2 separate regions of the Mus musculus genome follow, and region 1 is linked to region 2. The links are chromatin contacts, called in public Hi-C maps. All regions are on one chromosome and are shown on one strand. The core of a region is the stretch at or near the end of the contact, and the rest is flanking DNA. Distances in the headings are between cores, read along the strand shown.

The links. Hi-C and Micro-C count contacts between places; a contact is called where the count stands out from the background.
Region 1: a Hi-C map of bone marrow-derived macrophages shows a contact between it and region 2, with 47 read pairs. The contact joins two enhancer-like sites. A contact is called at or near these places in 13 of 39 promoter capture datasets (the 3T3-L1 cell line, 3T3-L1-derived adipocytes, the C10 cell line and 8 more), 4 of 15 datasets of contacts at CTCF or cohesin (CD8 T cells, the NIH/3T3 cell line, large pre-B cells and 1 more), 113 of 484 Hi-C or Micro-C datasets (the 3T3-L1 cell line, the 63-12 cell line, the AML12 cell line and 62 more), 16 of 115 datasets of contacts at active chromatin or transcription factors (CD8 T cells, astrocytes, bone marrow-derived dendritic cells and 9 more) and 5 of 9 other capture datasets (adipose tissue, bone marrow-derived macrophages, embryonic stem cells and 2 more).

Annotation. Positions count from the first base shown.
Region 1 is chr14:70,401,589-70,406,706 of GRCm38.p6, reverse strand. Piwil2 (piwi-like RNA-mediated gene silencing 2) reads left to right here. Exons shown (of 23, transcript NM_021308.2): 11 at 4,485-4,673. Among named protein-coding and RNA genes, the nearest start is that of Gm24890, 24 kb to the left of the region's middle. Within about 2 kb of position 3,781, at least 100 of the 459 cell types and tissues checked have an H3K27ac peak or open chromatin away from gene starts, as enhancers often do. A contact at or near this core is called in the BV-2 cell line, bone marrow-derived dendritic cells and bone marrow-derived macrophages, where this site is marked.
Region 2 is chr14:70,304,443-70,310,077 of GRCm38.p6, reverse strand. Slc39a14 (solute carrier family 39 (zinc transporter), member 14) reads left to right here. Exons shown (of 10, transcript NM_144808.4): 8 at 113-320; 9 at 1,244-1,428; 10 at 3,266-5,635. The coding sequence ends at 3,412. Among named protein-coding and RNA genes, the nearest start is that of Ppp3cc, 18 kb to the right of the region's middle. Within about 2 kb of position 1,262, at least 42 of the 459 cell types and tissues checked have an H3K27ac peak or open chromatin away from gene starts, as enhancers often do. A contact at or near this core is called in the BV-2 cell line, bone marrow-derived dendritic cells and bone marrow-derived macrophages, where this site is marked.

The sequences.
Region 1 (5,118 bases), core at 2,532-5,031, 94 kb before region 2:
GGGACCACTGTGATGGTGGGAGGGATGGACTTAAAGACTGGTCACTGTGTTAGGTGGCCGTTCACTATGTTGCCTAGGCTGGTCCAAACTCCTAGCTGGGCTGAAGCAATCCTGCATACAGGCTTACACTTAACATGTCCACTTGGGCAGTGTAAATCTATAAAACATTAGCAGTGTTGGGAGACTAGAAGGGAGCTCCTAACAGGGACACAGCATGTGGAGGGATTGTAGCCAAGGAGACTGAAGAGGATCACCTGGGGGGATGACGGGAATGAAGGCTGATCAGATCTGGAAGGCAATCAAATATCAAGTGTGGAATTCTGGCTAGACTGACTCAGTAGGATTCTTGCTGAAATGGGTGAGTGTGGTGGGTGGTGAGAGAAGCCTGGTTAAGAAGAACCCAGCTAAGAGTTGGCCAAGGAGAGGCTCTTCCTTACATCTGATAATGGTACTCTGCAGTCCTCTCTGCTTGAGTGTGGGCTGGACTCCCACACATCTCAAAGAATAAAATATGTGGGAGGTAGAGTATGAGAAGACTGCTTTCTGTCTAGGGTGTGCTCTCTTACTGTCCCTTGGGTCACCCACCTAAGGGAAGCCAGAGGCCATGTTATGGGGCAGCCTTTAGAGTGGCTCACTTAAGTGATCTTAGTAACACATCTTGTTTAGGTTCAACCTTGAGGTGGCTGCAGCGGGGCTGAAAACCTTGCCTGCAGCCTTGTCAGAGTTGCCTTAATTCCTGACCCACAAAAACCTGAAATAAGCTGCACAGTGGTGGTGCACGCCTTTAATCCCAGCACTTGGGAGGCGGAGACAGGCAGATTTCTGAGTTCCAGGCCAGCCTGGTCTACAGAGTTAAGTTCCAGGATAGCCAGGGCTACACAGAGAAACCCTGTCTCGAAAAACCAAAAGCCAACAAACAAAAAACCCAACCTGAGATAATAAGCATATGTCTAGTCTATTATTGTTATTATTATTATGACTGTGGAGACAGAACTTAAGGCCTCATGCATGTTAGGCTATCATCCCCACACTAAGCTACATTCCTGCTTGTATATGATTTTTCACACATCTCTTTATTTGTGTGTATGTATATGTGTATGTGTGAAGGTTAGCGGACAGTTTGAAGGAGTAGATTTTCTCCCTCCACCTTCCAGATCCAGGAATCAAACTCAAGTCTTTGGATTTGGCAGCAAGTGCCTTAACCCACTGAGCCATCTAGCTAACCCCAGTGTGACCTTATTAAACAGCTTTATTGAGATACAAACTAAAATATACTCATTTGGAGGGTGCTGTTCTGTGGCTGTTAGCTTATCCATGGTGTATGCTGTACATTATCACTGCAGTCAGTTGTAGGACATTTTCATCCCTGCAGAGAGAAGCGAAGCCCATACCCTTGGACATTAGTTTCCTTCTTTGCCCTCAGACCTAGAGAAACCATCAGTCTGGTTGTGTGTGTGTGTGTGTGTGTGTGTGTGTGTGTGTGTTGTTCCACCCCTTCCTCTCTTCCTATTTTTTTTCATTGTTTAAGATAAGATCTTGCTGGCTTATTCATGTTGGCCTCAAATTTGTAATCCTTTTACCTAACCAATCTGTTTTCTAACTATTTCAAACATTCCATATGAAAAACAACCTTTGTATAATATTCTGTGTCTTGGTATGCTTTCAAGATATATCCAGGTTATATGCATGATACAGAGTTCCTTTTTGCATTGGAACAATACTCCAGCATATTGATATACTATATTTTTCTTTTAAAAGATATTTATTTTTATTTTACTATGTTTGTATAAGTATATGCTGTGTATGTGTGCCAATGGAAGTCAGAAGAAGATGCCAGGTCCCCTGAACCTGGAGGTACAGGAGATTGTCAACCATGTCACTGTCAACCATGGATGCTAATCTCTGGTACTCTGGAAAAGCAGCAAGTGATCTTAACCACTGAACTCTCTCTTTCTTTTTAAAAGTGATATTAAAATGTTTTATTTGTGTGTGTGTGTGTGTGTGTGTGTGTGTGTGTGTGTGTGTGTGGATGTGTTTGCTGCTTGGGTCAGAGGACAACTTTGTGAAGTTTGCTCTCTCTCCCACCTTTTCGTGAGTCCCAGGGATCAAGCTCATGTTGATAGGCTGGGTAGCAAGAGCCCTTCTCTTCTAAGCCACTTTGCTGACCTTGCCATATTTATTACTCAGCTGTTTGAGGGATACTTTGTAGTGTTCACTGTTTGCCTGTGCACTTCATGTCCAGATAGATTTTGGTGTGTGTATTGCCATTTCTGTGAGCTCTATTTTTATCCTTTACTTAACCCAAGGACAGCTTGGCACTTCTCGTGTTCCCAACAGAGGTGTGTGAAGGCTCCAGTTCACCTGCAGCCTCACTTGCTGGCATCTGTTTCTATTATAACCACCTTTGCATGTAAAATGAGTAACTGTGGCTTCGATTGCATTTCTCTCATGACTCATGATACTGAGCAGTTTTCTCTGCACCTTTTAGCCATTTGAATATCTTTGTGAAATATTTAGATCTTTGATCCACTTTTAAAATGCATTTTTAAAAGTATTTATTTTATTTCACATGCATTGTTGCTTTTCCTGCATGTCTGTCTGTCTGTATGAGGGTGTCAGATCCTAGAACTGGACTTACAGACAACTGTGATCTTCCATGTGGATGGTGGGGATTGAACCTGAATCCTCTGCAAGAGCAGCCAGTGTACTTAACTGCTGAGCAATCTCTCCAGCCTCTAAAATATATTATTTAATTGTAAAATTTTTGTATTTTAGATACAGATATCTTGTCAAGTACATAATTTGAGATACTTTCATATGAATTGTCTTCCCTGTCTTAGTTAGGGTTTCTATTTCTGTGATGAAACATAAAAGCAACTTAAGGAGGAAAGGGTTTATTCAGTTTATTCTTCAGTCAGCATCTCTATTTACCATCAAAGAAAGACTGGACAGAAACTCACACAGGGCAGGAGTCTGGAGGCAGAGCTGATGCAGAGGCCGTGGAGGGTGCTGTTTACTGTCTTGCTACCCATGGCTTGCTCAGCCTGCTTTCTCATAGAACCCAGGACCACTAACCCAAGAATGGCCCCACTCATAGTGGGTTGGGCTCTTTCCTATAAATCATTAATTAAGAAATTGCCTTGTAGATAACTCTAGTTGTGTCTCGAGTTGACGTGAGACTAGCCAGCACATTTCCTCCCTCCCTTTCTTCCTTCTTTCCTTTTCTCTCTCTCTCTCTTTTTTCTTTCTTGCTGAGACAGGGTCTTGTTATGTAGTTCAGGCTGGTCAGGAATTTACTGTGTAGACAATGCTGGCCTCAAACTCACAGAGTCACTCACCCTACTTTAGTTTGATGTAAGAAACTTATTACAACAATAATTCAAAGTTCACCAGAGGTACCCACAAATCCCTTTGCCCCATATGCACATCCTCAAAGAAGGGCTTCTGTGTGAGCCAGAGCAGCCTTACAGAATCATAAGATACAGATGGCCTTTCTCGGAACTATTCAGTAATGTTGCTTTAGGCCTCCCACGTGTGGTTTGATTTGTGATTTAAAAGAGAAGTTATGGACATGTTACAAAACTTTTCCCTGTTGTATTTGGAGGTCATGAAAATTTAATTAAAATCTCTAAAATTTTATTTTATGTGTATGGGTGTTTTGCCTGTGTATATATCTGTGCACCATGTTGAATGCCTTGAGGCCAGATGATGGTGTCAGGTCCCCTGGAATTTGAGTGACAGATGGTTTTGAACCCCTACCCCTAGATGGGGCTGGGACTTTAACCTAGGTCCTCTGTAAGGCCAATCTGTGCCCTACACCACTGTAAGGCCAATCTGTGCCCTACACCACTGAGCTTTCTTGCTAGCCTGGATCTTTTTTTTAAAACAATGCAAGTGACTTTCCTTTGGGAGACCTCAGTTAAAAACAAACAACAGTTGAGTTGAGTGTGGTGGCACAGGCCTTTGATCACAGGACTCCTGAGGTAGATAGAGGTAGACAGATCTCTGTGAGTTCAAGTCCATCCTGGTCTCATAGTAAGCTCCAAACCAGTCAAGGCTACGTCACTGAGACCATGTTTCAAAAAGAGGAAGTGAGTTGGGGTTGACTGGAGAGATGATACAGCAGTTAAGAACACTTCCTGTTCTTTTAAATGAACTGAGTGCGAGTGCCGTGCGTTCCAGCACCCACATCAGATAGCTCACAAGCTCCTGTAGCTCCAGCTCCGGGGGACCCGATGCCTCTGGCCTCCTTGGGCACTTGCACTCACGTGTGCATACAGGCATACACACCGCATTGAACATAATTAAAGTAATAAAAATAAATCCTAAAAAACGATCATTGGTTCATGAGATGAGTATAGCTAATGAGGGGTAAAAGATGAGATCCAACCCTTGGGTCCTTACTTCAGTTTCTGGAGCCCCGTCCCTCTCTTAGGAGCCTGAGGGTATGGATGCCAACCAGAGTCTCTTACCTCTTCCCAAAGGCATGCTATCTACCAGCAGAACAAGGAGCACTTCCAGGACGAGTGCAGCAAGCTTCTGGTTGGCAGCATTGTCATCACGCGCTACAACAATCGTACCTACCGAATCGATGATGTGGACTGGAACAAGACCCCTAAAGACAGCTTTGTCATGTCGGACGGGAAGGAAATCACATTCCTGGAATACTACAGGTACAGATGAGAGACTGCACTTGGTCTGAGGGTAGGGGTGGGACGTGCTCTCCAGGCTCTGGGTAGTGAGTACAGTTAAGGATGAGGTACCTGACACTGTACAGCTCTGTAAACTGGTAATAAAAACATCTGAGACCACATGAGCTTATTTGTGAGTCTGGCCTGTATGTGTTGGTACTTTTGGCAATTATTACATAAGTGATTTTGGGGGTATCCGTTGTATTTTTCTTGTTGGTTTTGTCTGGGGAGAGAATTGAAGTTCTCATCTTTAATCATTAGACTTTTATTTCTAAATCCTTTAGCTTGATGCACTTTCCACAAGCTTCTCTCCTGGGCTGTACATATAGCCTTTGTTCTCTGTCCATCAGCAAGAAAGCTGTAGCCTGCATTTCCCACTTACATATACTGTGATTAGTGTCTGATGGATTCTCAGTGAGGGGACTGT
Region 2 (5,635 bases), core at 13-2,512:
CAGCCCTGAGTGCCCCCGGGGAAGCCTCGACACAGAAGCCACGCCTTTGTGAGTCAGGCTCTCCGGAGGTCACTCTGTAACCTGAAGTCCACTGGTGTGTCCTTTCTCATAGGACCTGCAGGCATCCCAGAGTGCTTGCTACTGGCTCAAGGGGGTCCGCTACTCTGATATCGGGACCTTGGCCTGGATGATCACCCTGAGCGATGGGCTCCACAATTTCATCGATGGCCTGGCTATTGGTGCCTCCTTCACTGTGTCTGTCTTCCAAGGCATCAGCACGTCAGTGGCCATTCTCTGTGAGGAATTCCCTCATGAGCTGGGTGAGTGCTTAGTCCCTGTCCCCGTGTTCCAGCTGTCTCAGTTTTTGTCTGAGACACCGAGACACCCTTCTTGCATCACATCCCTGCTGCTCCTCCCACCTCCACCACAGCACTCACTGAATTAACGCCCTGTCTCGCTAACTCTGGAATTATAACAGTGGAGCATAGCTTAGAACTATAGAGGTTCTTACAGGGAGATTTTTATCCCATGAGCCCTGTGTCCTGTGGCTTAATTTTCCCACCTGTATAGCATGATTAATACCTACACCTGCCTTTTAGAATCATCAAGGGGATTATAGGCAAACAAATGTTGAAAAGGACTTGCCAGGTGCCACACAGTATTGTGGCTACTCAGTAAAGATCCCCTCTTTATGTCCTGCATCCTGTAGAAGCTAGAAAGCATGTCATGTGAATGAAGCAGAAAAGCCAGCGCCTAGGGGTGCGTGTAGTTTTATCAAGGGAGTCTAAGAAGCCATGACTCAGGACCCAGTGACAACACGGGCTCCTAACTTTGGCATTTATTGGCTTGAGCACTAATTTCTCCCTCTCTCAAGTCTGGTCCTGACCGTGCCATCCGTTAGGAGACAGGGAGCTATTTTCATTTCACCATCAGTCAAAAAAGAAGTGAGGATGTTGCTGGTTGGTTATAGACATTTAAAGTCCTGTGGATTATTTTCAGCCTCTGTGTGGGGAGCGATGAGGCCGGTGCTGGTTGCTTATGTTCTTCCAGAAGTCTATGAGGGCTTTGCAGCCTCTGTGCTGCGAGGTCATGGCCAGGATTGGAAGATGGGTGTGCCTTTATCCCAATACCACCTGAGAATGAGATTTTCACCCGCACATGCTTCACCCGTAGCTGAAGCAGTCCCATTCATTAGTGTCGTGCGTCCTGACTCAGCCCGCTTCCTGTTCTCATGCCATTGCAGGAGACTTCGTCATCCTGCTCAATGCTGGCATGAGCATCCAGCAGGCTCTCTTCTTCAACTTCCTCTCTGCCTGCTGCTGCTATTTGGGTCTGGCCTTTGGCATCCTGGCTGGCAGCCACTTCTCTGCAAACTGGATTTTTGCACTGGCTGGAGGAATGTTCTTGTATATTGCCCTAGCCGATATGGTAAGTGCTGTGGTTTCTGGTTGCCTCTTGGACAGGAGGGCAGCTAAAGGCCACACGTTCGGGTGTGTTTGGTTTTTAATTCTTTACATTGATATGTGTGTAGATGCGTGATAATTCTCATGGGAAACAACTTGTGGGACTTGGTTCTCTTTATGTCATGGGTTCCTAAGATGGGACTAGGCACCTAATGCTCTGTCACACGGAGCCATCTTGTCAGCCCAAGATTTTGTTTTTTGTATTGGCTTTATTGAAGTCTCTTTCACACTCAACCCAATTCACTGATTTTAAGAAGTAACAATTCAGGGTTAGAGAGATGGCTCAGCTGTTAAGAGCACTGGCTGCTCTTGAAGAGAACCCAGGTTTGATTCCTAGCTACAGTCCCAGGGGATCCTACTTCTTGTGTTCCACAAGGGCCCAAGCATCCATGTGGTACACAGACATACAGGCAGCTAAAGCACCTACATATAGCATACACGCATCGAATAAATTTTTTAAATCTAAAATGATATAATAATCTGACCTTTTCAATGCAGCATTCGGGGTTTTTGTTTGGGTTTGCATGAGACAAGAGTCTCACTCTGTAGCCCAGGCTGGTCTCAAAGTCATTGCAGCCCTGCCCCTACCCACCAGATGTTGGGCAGACAGGTGTAAACTACTATACCCAGAAGTCATTGGGTTTTAAAGGGAGAACTTTGGTCTCTCTATTAGCATTTCACTATAGAAAATTGACCATACTCAGGCTAGGGTCCTTATTTCAGTTTGATGGAAAAGGTGTGCTGTGTAGACAGAAAGAAAAGAGGGAGTGAGAAAGAAAAGGCATCACTTAGACTTTTGTCTACCACAAGTTAATGGTAACCTTATGGATGTCCTTTTAAGTTTTAATTAATAAGTTCATATATAAGTGCTGTATTTATATCATTTACCTCCCCCCAACTCCTGTGGCCCCCACCACCACCTTGCTCCCTCTCAAATGCACAGTCTTTTCTCTCTAATTATTATTGAGAGATATAAGAATACACATATAGGGCTGGCAAGATGGCTCAGCAAGTAAGAGCACTAACTGCTCTTCTGAAGGTCCTGAGTTCAAATCCCAGCAACCACATGGTGGCTCACAACCACCTGTAATGAGACCTGACGCCCTTTTCTGGTGTGTCTGAAGACAGCTACGGTGACTTATGTAATATAATATAATAATATAATATAATAATAATAATAAGTAAACCTTAGGGTCAGAGCAAGCAGGGACTGAGTGAGCGGAGTTGACCAGAATGAGCAGAGGTCCTAAAAAATTCAATTCCCGACAACCACATGAAGGCTCACATCCATCTGTACAGCTACAGTGTACTCATATACATGAAGTAAATAATAATAAAAATCTTTTAAAAAAAAGAATGCACATACACACACACATATATATAATATACAAACTTCCAAGTCCATTTGATGTTGCTCGTCTGTACATATGTACTGGATTCCCAATCAGGGAGCTTATCCCTGAGGAAGACTGGCTTCTCTGCATCTGAGTAGTCACTAACTAATTGTCTATAACTCTTCATTTAGGGGCGGGGCTTTGTGAGGTTTCCCCAGCCCACGCTGACACATCATCTGGTGTCTGCATTGTTTGGGTCTTGTTTAGGCAGCCATATTGTTGAGAGCTACAGAGAATGGTCAAAGATAACACCCTCCCCCCCAGTGACCTCCTTAACTCCAGAAAAGTCCCCAGAACTACCAAAAACATCCTTCCAAAAATACGGTCCACCACTTGAGAACCAGACATCACAGTGATTGGGACAATGTTAACAGAATCTGTAACTCATTTTTTTCTCTTCCTTCTCAGTTCCCTGAGATGAATGAAGTCTGCCAGGAGGATGAGAAGAACGACAGCTTTCTGGTCCCCTTTGTCATCCAGAATCTTGGCCTCCTAACCGGCTTCTCCATTATGCTGGTCCTCACAATGTATTCAGGGCAGATTCAGATCGGGTAGGACCCTGCCATTGGGGAGCCAGTGGCATTGGACATCGGGCTCTGGGCCCCCATCTGGTCCCCGGCCCGAGGACTCAGCATCCACGAAGCATCATGGAAAAGGCAGCTCTTTAAAAACTGGCACAGACTTGTCTGCCTGCATTCAGATGTCATCTGTTTCAAATGCTCTGTCCTAGGAAGAAGCTGCCCTGGGAATCTCTAGGTAGTGCCTCGAACCGTTGTCTCCCGACCCTTTCCACTGATGATTCTGGAGCTGAAACGCCACATGTAGGACACGCCTCCCTTTTCCTTCTGGCCACCCTCCTCCCTTTCTCTTGGAAGAAGCACTGAGAGATGTGGAATCTTTTACAATGTAAAAATGAAGCCAGTGGTCATGGTTTGGTTAGAAGTATCAGTGTGGCTTCCAGCTTTGGGGCCTGTGATTCTAAATGTGTGTACCCAGGATTTCAGGTCGGTCCATTTTGGCATGGGTTCTCATGTTTTTACAGAGAAGAGGGCAGAAGACAAGACTCCTGTGTTTTTCAGTCTGTTAACTGTTCTCTGAAAAGGCTGACTTTCCGATGAGTATGGCAGGCAGAGGGGCAGGGGATTGCCTGAGTGAGGAGGGGGTAGAACTAGTGATGGATGTCCTGTCTCCTTGGTGCTCGGTTTCCACCAGGATGCTGCGTGCAGGTTGCTTGCAGCATCTGGAGTCACATAATCATCCAGGCGAGCCACTGTGGGCATTCTCTGGCGTGGCAAGAGGTCTGCTAAATCAGTTGTTTTTGCCCTGATCCTCACGCCTTCCTATTGCTTTCTTTTTCTAGTTAACTTTGTAGATGCCTCACGGGGAGCACGGTCAGAGCACATTTAAAGGTTTTTGCATAGGAGGGAAACTGCACAAATCAGTCTCCCCTGGTCAAGACCTCTGCCAGTAGAACCTGACTCATAGAATCAGGACACAGTTGTTTATGCCTTTTTGTGACCAAGGTGATTGGGAATGGAGTCATTGCAGGCCAGACTTAGGACTTGCTAATTGCAGAAATAATAGTTGAATACCATGGGACTCTGGACCTTGAGGTCAATTCTTGAGGTCAGGACTGCAGACGTCATTGCTGCCAATGGGTTTTAAAGGACACCATCTAGCTACCACTTCCTCCCCGGTCCCAGACAACAAGATTGAATACTGAATTGAATCGAGTGTAAATTGCTTTCATTTGGTCCAGGAAAACAAAACAAAACAAAACCAGATGCTTGACATTTCACACCACAAGCCAGCCTCAGGCGCTGTGCAGCCCCCTCCTCAGAACTCTGGCTTCCAGGGGAGCTAATCTCCAGGTTCACTAAGTGAATTAATTTATTATTATCATATTGATACATGGATTCCTTAGCCACTTTGGAGAGCCAGTCTCTCCCGAAGCCTTTCTTAGTGGTGCCCACAGTCACAGTCCAGGAGCCATTGTTCGCATGACTTACAGTACTGAATCATTGCCAATCCCTGAGTCTTTCTGTTCTTACCACAGGAAAACTGTCCATTAAAAGCAGTGTGCATATATATATATATATATATATATATATATATATATATATATATACATATATATATATGCACTCACATGTATTCATATATATATATATATATATATATATATATATATATACACACACACACACACACACACATGTATGTGTGTGTGTGTGTGTGTGTGTGTTCATTCTTGTTCTTCTTGGGGAAACATGCTTGAAACCAGGAATCCTGAAATCCTGAGAACACAACTGGGGAAACAGAAATTTGCTCAGTTTCTCTCCCTGCTCTTGCCTCTTGCCTTTGAGACAAGGCAGCAGGAAGAGGAAAGTTCAGCAATCAAGGTACTAGATTGGATGTCAGGACCAGGTCCTGGTAGGCTTAGGGTCCAGTTTTACCAAAGAACCAGTTCCTTCAATGTTAGAAGCTAAGCTTTATGTTACCGTCATGGTTGTTGGTGTTTGAAGGCGAGTCTCATCTCTCCTGTTCTATTTCTCCTACAAATGCTTTAGGAGGTAGCAGAAATTGACACTCAAAGTGTAAGACTGAGCAGGCTGTGTGACTCGTACCTGTAATCTCAGCCCCTAGGGAGGCAGAGTCAGCAGGCTCAAGTTTTATACCAGCCTGGGCTTCATAGTGAATAGCAGGCCAGTCTGGGCTACATAGCAAGCTCCTGTGTCAGCAAGACAAAATGAAGATAAAAAACCGTAAAATTTAAGA